Regions from separate parts of the Sus scrofa genome. Here region 1 is linked to region 2. A link is a contact called in public Hi-C data. All regions are on one chromosome and are shown on one strand. Each heading gives the region's core, a stretch centred on a gene start, on an enhancer-like site or on the middle of the called end of the contact. The rest is flanking DNA. Distances are from core to core; before and after follow the strand shown.

Region 1 (3,791 bases), core at 818-3,317, 49 kb before region 2:
TATGCCGCGTGTGCAGCCCTAGAAGAGGCAAAAAGACAAAAAAAAAAAACAAAATAAAGAGCCATCCTGATGGAAAGCATCATCTTTCCTCACAAAAACCTTAACAAACATCACTCCAGGGCCTGTCACAGAGCCAAAGATCCCTTTCCCTCTCATAATTCTAATAAGCTACAGGTCATAATATGCCTTAAAAAAAAAAATTCATTGTGTGCAGGTAACAAAGATAAAACTGTCACCTCCTACCACAAAGAAATAACATTTTTGCTACTTAAACTCGGGTATCAGATACTAGAGGCAGCAGATCACCAACAAGATCAATCTCTGGTGACGAACAGTCCTGGATTTACTTCTAACTGCTCCTTTTTAGTGATGGACTTGAGGCAAATTACTTTAACTCTCTAACCTTCAGCACCTGTAAAACAGGACAGTAACAAAACCTCACGGAACAAATAAAATAAAGTAATGAATATAAAGTGCCAAGACATGTTGATGACTAATAAATGTTAACCATAATAACCAGTGTATTGTTTTTGCCATGCTGTTAGATGGTATGAACTAGCATTTTTATTCAAGTAAAAAGATTTGCTGGAGTTCCTGTCGTGGCTCAGCGGTTAACGAATCAGACTAGGAACCGGATCCCACGTTGCTGTGGCTCTGGCGTAGGCCGGTGGCTACAGTTCCGATTAGACCCCTAGCCTGGGAACCTCCATATGCCGAAGGTGCGGCCCTAGAAAAGACAAAAAGACCAAAAAAAAAAGATTTGCTAATGCCAGGAACACCTACTGTAATTCCAATCCTAGTCATACCACTGATCAACCTTGGACTTGGTATCCAAAATGTGAATCAGGATAAAAGTTCTTCATCAGGACCTGGAAATATCTTCTGGGTCTGAGCAGTAATAACACAGTATATACATATGTAAAAACTCATCAAGCTGTACATTTAAGATGTGTGCACTTCTTTGTACATATACAAATTATACCTCTCTCTATAAAACATGTAAATGGTTCCCAGTTGCTTAGCGGATGCATCCCTTTCTTTACATAGTTTGCAAAGCCCTCCAGTTTGGGCAGGGCCCTCCAGGGTGACTGTGTTCGCCATTCAGTGCTATTTTTCACTACCTGAAACCCTTCAGCTGATTGCTCATTCTCTTGGTTTCATTCTTTTGTTTAACAATCACTCATGAGGCATCAGAGGGACAAGGTCCCTACTTTTACAAAACCCATTGCTTTTTATACAACATCTAGTAATTGTGCTATAATTTGGGGCAAGGGAAATGGGGGGAATATTAATCATACCAAAGAACAGAGAGAGCATGAAATTCCAATACCATGCTTGTTCAGAACGCAACAAAATGTAAGCAGTTAATACTGCAGTCCTACATAGGAACTGTGTGTACTTTCACTTATAAACATAAAGCAAGGCGGGGTGGGGGAAAACAAGGACAGTATTCCACTGCGGAAGACAGCAGCAGCTCAAGGCAAGGGCAGGAAAGGACAGTGAACCAGAGTTCAGTCTAAGGAAAGTGGGAATGAGGGTTGGGGTGGAGAAAGTAATGTGCTTTCTTGAAGTCACAGGAAAGCATAATGGAAAAGGATCTCAGCCAGAAAGGGAATGCCCCCTTTCAAAAGCTGAGATGTCTTCCAGTTGGAAAGACAGGCAAAAGGACCTAAGTCCTTTTAAGGTTGTTGGGAGTTATGGAGAAATGTTTAAGATTAGGAAATCTCTCCCATGCAGATAGGGAGATCTATTTCCTTGATAAAATCTGGTCTGAGTAAAGCTGTCCAAAGTCCTTAATAACACAATAGTGATAGCTGGGAATGTCAGTCCCACATATACGCCACTAGGTTGCACAACAGGAGCTCCACCTGGCTTAAGAGAATTGCCATTTCCTTCTCTTCCCATTCAAAGAAGCTGCCTTAAGGAAGATAAGGAGGGGTCCAGGGAGGAAAGGGACTGAGCTGACGCAACTTCAACCTTTAGTGGGCAGGAATGACAAGGCACTGTCTCCGGACACCAAGCTGCTGGTGAAAGTGCAGTTCCCAAGCACTGCCACAAAGTGGTGCCTGGTCCACACTCTGGCAGGGTAATTTACTGGAGATTCTGGGAAACTCAGCAAACCCAGCTCACTGGTTAAAGTCCACTAGGCTTGCATATAAAAAGGACAGGAGGCTAGACCCAAGGTGCCCCTGGGGAGTTATAAACAAACGACAGGGCATTTCTGAGCACAGTGAGATTCTCATCAGGAGTCCTCTAAACACGTGAGGAGCAGAGAGAGGAGAGGAAAGGGAAAGAGCAGAAGGAAACATATTAAACGGTGTGGGAAACCTTGGTAACTACTGAATCTGGGTAATGTGATGAGTATATATTACACTAATCTACTTTTGTATATACATATAGAGAGAGAGACTTTTTAGGGCCACACCTGCAGCACGTCTAAGTTCCCAAGCTAAGGCTCGAAACAGAGCTACAGCCGCCAGCCTACATATACCACAGCAACGCAGGATCTGAGCCACATCTGCAACCTACACCACAGCTCACAGCCAGCACCAGATCCTTAGCCCACTGAAGGGGGCCAGGGATCAAACCCACATCCTCACGGATACCAGTTGGGTTCGTTACCGCTGAGCCACAACAGGAACTCCCAAAATTATTATTATTTTTTTAAATCTGGAGCCAGCACATTAAGTACTTCAGGAAGGGTCCGATTAAGGGAAGAGGATATGAGATCCTTTTGAATCCTGAGCTTTCTTCACCTCATTCCACTCAAGACCCACTAACACCCAGAAACCTTGCACATACATAGTTAGAGCCTCAAAATATCTGCTGTTGGGAAACCCAGAATTATGAAGCTTGTAATGGGGACTTAGGAATTGATTTCCCAGAGTACAATGAGGACCTGATTAGCCATCAGTGGCCTCTATTTGCTAAAACAGGAGCAGTGCGAATTCCTCTGGTAACACTAGAGAAAACTACAGCAACTTCAGGCAGCTGTGAGCCAGAGCCGGGCTCTTCCTGGTGTCACTTTTTAACAGCAGCTGTCAAGTCACAGAGAACCTTTGTTCCCTACAACACCCTCCCTTATTTTGATGTCAAATGTTTCCAATATGCTTGATATTCCTTCATTCAAGTACATATTTTTTCCTGACTGAAATTAGTACTTCATTTAATCTGACATGTTTAATTAGAGAGATCTCCATAATTTATCCTCCAGAATTCTAACAGAATAATGAAAGCAACCCTAAATCCAGTAATCCCTTTAGTTTCTTTTTAACAAAAGTTAGGTCTTCAGTCAATGTTGCTAATTGTCTCAGACTGTCTAAAGCCACCATGTGCCTTTCACATGACTTCTGTGCAATCTCAGTGATGACATACACACCTCAAGCAAAGTATCTGGTTGCAAATCAATGGGCCTGGTATGCAATAAGAAAAAGTATGATACAAAGTCAACTTACAATACGGTTCTATTAAAAAAGTTTGTTTCTAAGTTAGTTATTAGATGCTCATTTCCCCAGGGAATTCTAATCTGTGTTTAGGTCCAGAGACCAGGGCACAAAAGCTACCACTGAAATATGCTCCTGAGCCATTACTGACACTGAGTTCTAACCTCCTAAGCAGAGTCATCTGGCCCAAGAAGAATGAGAAGAGAATTTTGTTTCCCTTCCCAGAATAGAGAGCCAGCCCAAAGCTACACTTATAAAGAGGGGAAAAGCCTGTCTTGGGGCACCCCTTGCACCGCAGCCTCCTCTTTTACCCCAACCCCCTACTACCACTACACTCATACCCTAGCT
Region 2 (3,751 bases), core at 719-3,218:
TCAAGAAATATTTGTGGTTGAAGTCTTTTAGCTAACACTCTTTATTAATACTGGAACCCAGGATTATTCTCTCACTCCTCACCAACATCCCACACGTCCCCAAAGAAAGAGTTAGCTATAAATTGTTTTTGCTTTGCTATCAGCTATAAATTGTTTTGCTTTGCTATCAGTTAAAGTCTCTCTTGGCCCTAGGGGAAATAGCAACATGACGGCATCCCTGATTCTGTCAGCCTGCTAAACTAAAACCAATCTCACCTCTTAGTGTGATTTTCTTAACCCACTAATGAGCATACTGTAAATGTTCATTATACATAAACATCTCCTCTTCCGGGATACAAAGGTTTTAGCAGCAGTTTTTAATACCCTGAAATAGTATAGCAGCAATTATTGTTCATTTAGTCAATGTGAAAGGTTTTATGCTACATTTATGCTACAGTACTTTGTATTTTAATGTCAATATAAGCGAAACGAAATAAGCTATTCAGGTACCCCAACTGAAAACAATGGGTAAAACAAATATTTCATCAAACCATCTTAACAATACTCTTCATATATATTGAGAGTATCTTTGTTACCTGTTATAACGCAGTACTTTCATTCTCTCCCAGCACATGCCACACCTTTCAGGTTGACAAAAGCAGAAAGACATGTAGGTTTCTCTTTTTACCAGTCTCAAAAAGAGATCACGCAAACCTCCTACCAAGAGCAAAGCCTAAGAATCAAGAATTCCATCTCCCCTTCCTTTACAACCCTGGCTTTCCGCCTCCAACTACCAGAGAGGGTTGGGAGTGGAGGAGAGAACGATAGGAACAGACACGGAACACGCGACTCGGTCGGTCGGTCATCTCCTAGCCTGGCCCACCCTAAACTTCACCTTGGCACAGCGAGAAGCAGGAAGGCACCAGGAATTCCTAGGAAATGGTCTCAGCCCTATCGGAGAACATTCTTAACTTCCTCGAGGCCACCATTTCCCTGGGGCATTATTACACACTCCCACCCAGACACATTACCTAAGAGACTACTTAAAAGAAATGCACAAACACACAAAGAGAAAACACTCGGCTAGAAGCGGGCAGCCCCCGCTCAGCGTGCGCGGAGAAGCCCAAACACCACGCGGAGCCGCAGCCAAGTTGCCTCCGCGATCGCACCCACCGTGCAGGAGGCGGCCGGGGCGGCTGGAAACCCAGAGCGCGGGGCTCCAGCCCCACGCCCTAAGCCCGGCGCCCCGACTTCGGGGCAGGAAACCCGGTGCTACGGCGCTACCTCTCCCGAAGGGCTCGGGCCACGCCGGAGCGATAAGGTGGATCTGCGCTACCCTCCCAGCTCCGCCCTCCCGGACACATTCCTGAGAAGCCCGACTCCCCCGACGCCAAGCAGGGCGCCCAGCAGGCAGGAGCCGGGCGCCCAGACCGCAGTGCAGAAAGGCAGAGCCGGCCCCGCGCCCCCCTGCCCGCCCGCCCCCAGCCCGCTCGGCGCCTCCGGGCGGGGTCCCCGCTGCCGCCCCGCCACAGGTAGAGCAAGCCCCCGCCCGCCGCCGCCCCGGCGCCCCCGGCAGGCCCGTTCCAGGTACCTGGATGAACTGGATGGTGAGCGCCGACTTGCCCACGCCGCCTCCACCGACCACCACGAGCCGGTACTTCTCTTGGCCAGAGCCGTCCCGCCAGCCGGCCGCGGCCATGGGGACGCCGCCGAACCCAGCCCAGCCACGCCGAGCCGCCGCCCGCCCTAGGCCCGGCTCCGGGGACGTGTGCGGCCGGCGGGCTGCGGGCGAGCGGCCGGGCGAGGGTCCCCGGCGCCGGGAGCTTCAGGAGGGCCGGTCCGGGCGGCAGCGCGGCGCCCAGGCTGGCCAGGTCCGGCAGGAGGCGCGGAGAAGCGGGGTGACCGCAGGGGCGAGGGTCGCAGCGTCCGGGGGGCGCGCTCCTCCACACGTCTCTGCAGCGCCTGCCGAACGCAGCCTCCAGCGCCGCTACAAATGGCCGTCTGGGGGCCGGGCCGCCAGGCTGAGGTGCTGCATATGCATGAGGGGGCGGAGCGAGGCAGGGCTGCGCTGGCCTAGGCTGATATTCAGGAGCTGACCGAGGGCTCGGTCCCTGAAGACTTGTGTTTCCATTCCCTTGACTGTGAGTGGACGTGTGCACGCGTGTGCGTGCGTGAGTGAATGGGTGTGTGAGAACGAGTGTAAAAGTGGGCGTCAAGCGGGAGTGGGAAGAAAACAGTAAGCAGTGCGTAACCATAATTGTGTTTGTCAGGGATTGTGTGGATGAAAAATACAGTATGCAAAGGCGTGTGTGAAAAATGAAGCTGTTGTCATCTTAACTCAGTTTGTAGGAGGGCAAATATCCTGTTTTGAGAGTGCAGATGGTGACCATGACTGTATGTAAAACAGTATATGACAGTGATTGAAGATTAGAGCTGTCACAATAATTGTGTGTGTGATAGGCTTGTGGTGGTTACCCTGTATGAGGAATGTCACAGAGACAGAACCAAGTGATTGAGGGCACGTGGACAAGAGTATATGTGGCACATTTTGTATCTGACGGGAGGGTGTCTTATTGGCTATGTCTATATGTGAGAAATATGCAGTAATTTTATTCAAGGGGATGAGTGTGGGAGATTAGTTTATACATATTTTCACACTACATTGCAGGCACTGTGCTTAGCGCTACAAATCCTTTCATAAACAAAATAATGTCCCTGCCCTCAGGGAACTAAGAGTCCAGTGGGGAAACAGCCAGGACAACAGGCATATTGTCAGGCATAATGATAAGTGCTGTAACTAAAGGCACCATGTGGCTTCTATGCTCTTCTGGAGGAGAAGCACTCACTCTGGAGTTGGGTGGTCAGCAAAGGCTTCCTAAAAGACCTGAAGAACAAATAATGTAGACAGATGAATCACTGGAAGAAATGTATTCCAGGGGAAGCAAACCACATATGCAAAAGTCAGAGCTGTTCCCTTGTGATACAGCAGGTTAAGGCATTGTCACTGCAGTGGCTTGGGTTGCTGCTGTGGCTGAGGCTCATTCTCGGTCCCAGGAACATGCCACAAGTGCAGCTAAAAAAAAAAAAGTCAAAGCTGAAATGGTTAGACTTGTGTCACATGATTTTGATTGTGCTGGGGGAGTGTGCTTGTAGATGAAAAGTGTTTGCAAATGAAAAGTGATTACCTATGTGTATGGCAGTTTAACCAAATGTAACAAGGATCCCAGCTGTATACAGAGACATTATAAGGTAATAGATGAGACCGTGAGCTCTGGGGACAGAATGTCTGGGTTCAAATCCTAGCTCTTTCAATAATGGTGTGATGTTGGGAACTTACTGAACCTCTGCGTCTCAGTCTTCTCTAAAATAAAGACAGACTACCTTCCGTAAGGGGATTTTAGTATGAATCAAATGAGTTACAACATATAGAGCACATGAAACAGTGTCTGGCATGTAGTAAGCATTTAGGGCAGTTTTGGAACATGACTGCAAGTTCTTAGAAACAGCTTAGTGACTCTCTTGGAACGTAAAATGCAGCAGAAGAGATGCTGTACAACTTCCAAGACTAGGTCCAAAGAGGCCACACAGCTTCCACCTGTCCTCTTGGGATTCTCACTCTGGGAGAAACAACGTAAGAAGTTTGGCTACCCTGAGGCTGCCATGCTAAGGCCACATATAAACATACCAGTCAAAAGTCCAGCTGAGCTCCTAGCTGATGGCGGGCATCAACTGCCAGCCAAGTGAGACACCTTGGAGACCAAGCCCCATCTAG

The links. A called contact is a pair of places that touch in the nucleus more often than the background predicts.
Region 1: a contact with region 2 is called in a Hi-C map of embryonic fibroblasts, with 2.2 times the contacts expected there. The contact joins the enhancer-like site here to the promoter of RRAS2 in region 2. A contact is called at or near these places in 1 of 5 promoter capture datasets (liver), 8 of 47 Hi-C or Micro-C datasets (blood, embryonic fibroblasts, epiblast stem cells and 3 more) and 1 of 2 datasets of contacts at active chromatin or transcription factors (skeletal muscle).

What each region holds. Positions count from the first base shown.
Region 1 is chr2:44,937,312-44,941,102 of Sscrofa11.1, reverse strand. The region is part of intron 1 of RRAS2 (ras-related protein R-Ras2); the gene reads right to left. Among named protein-coding and RNA genes, the nearest start is that of RRAS2, 49 kb to the right of the region's middle. Within about 2 kb of position 2,067, at least 26 of the 83 cell types and tissues checked have an H3K27ac peak or open chromatin away from gene starts, as enhancers often do. A contact at or near this core is called in embryonic fibroblasts, fetal skeletal muscle, liver and 1 more, where this site is marked.
Region 2 is chr2:44,888,346-44,892,096 of Sscrofa11.1, reverse strand. RRAS2 (ras-related protein R-Ras2) reads right to left here and starts at 1,968. Exons shown (of 6, transcript XM_021083303.1): 1 at 1,571-1,968. The coding sequence starts at 1,678.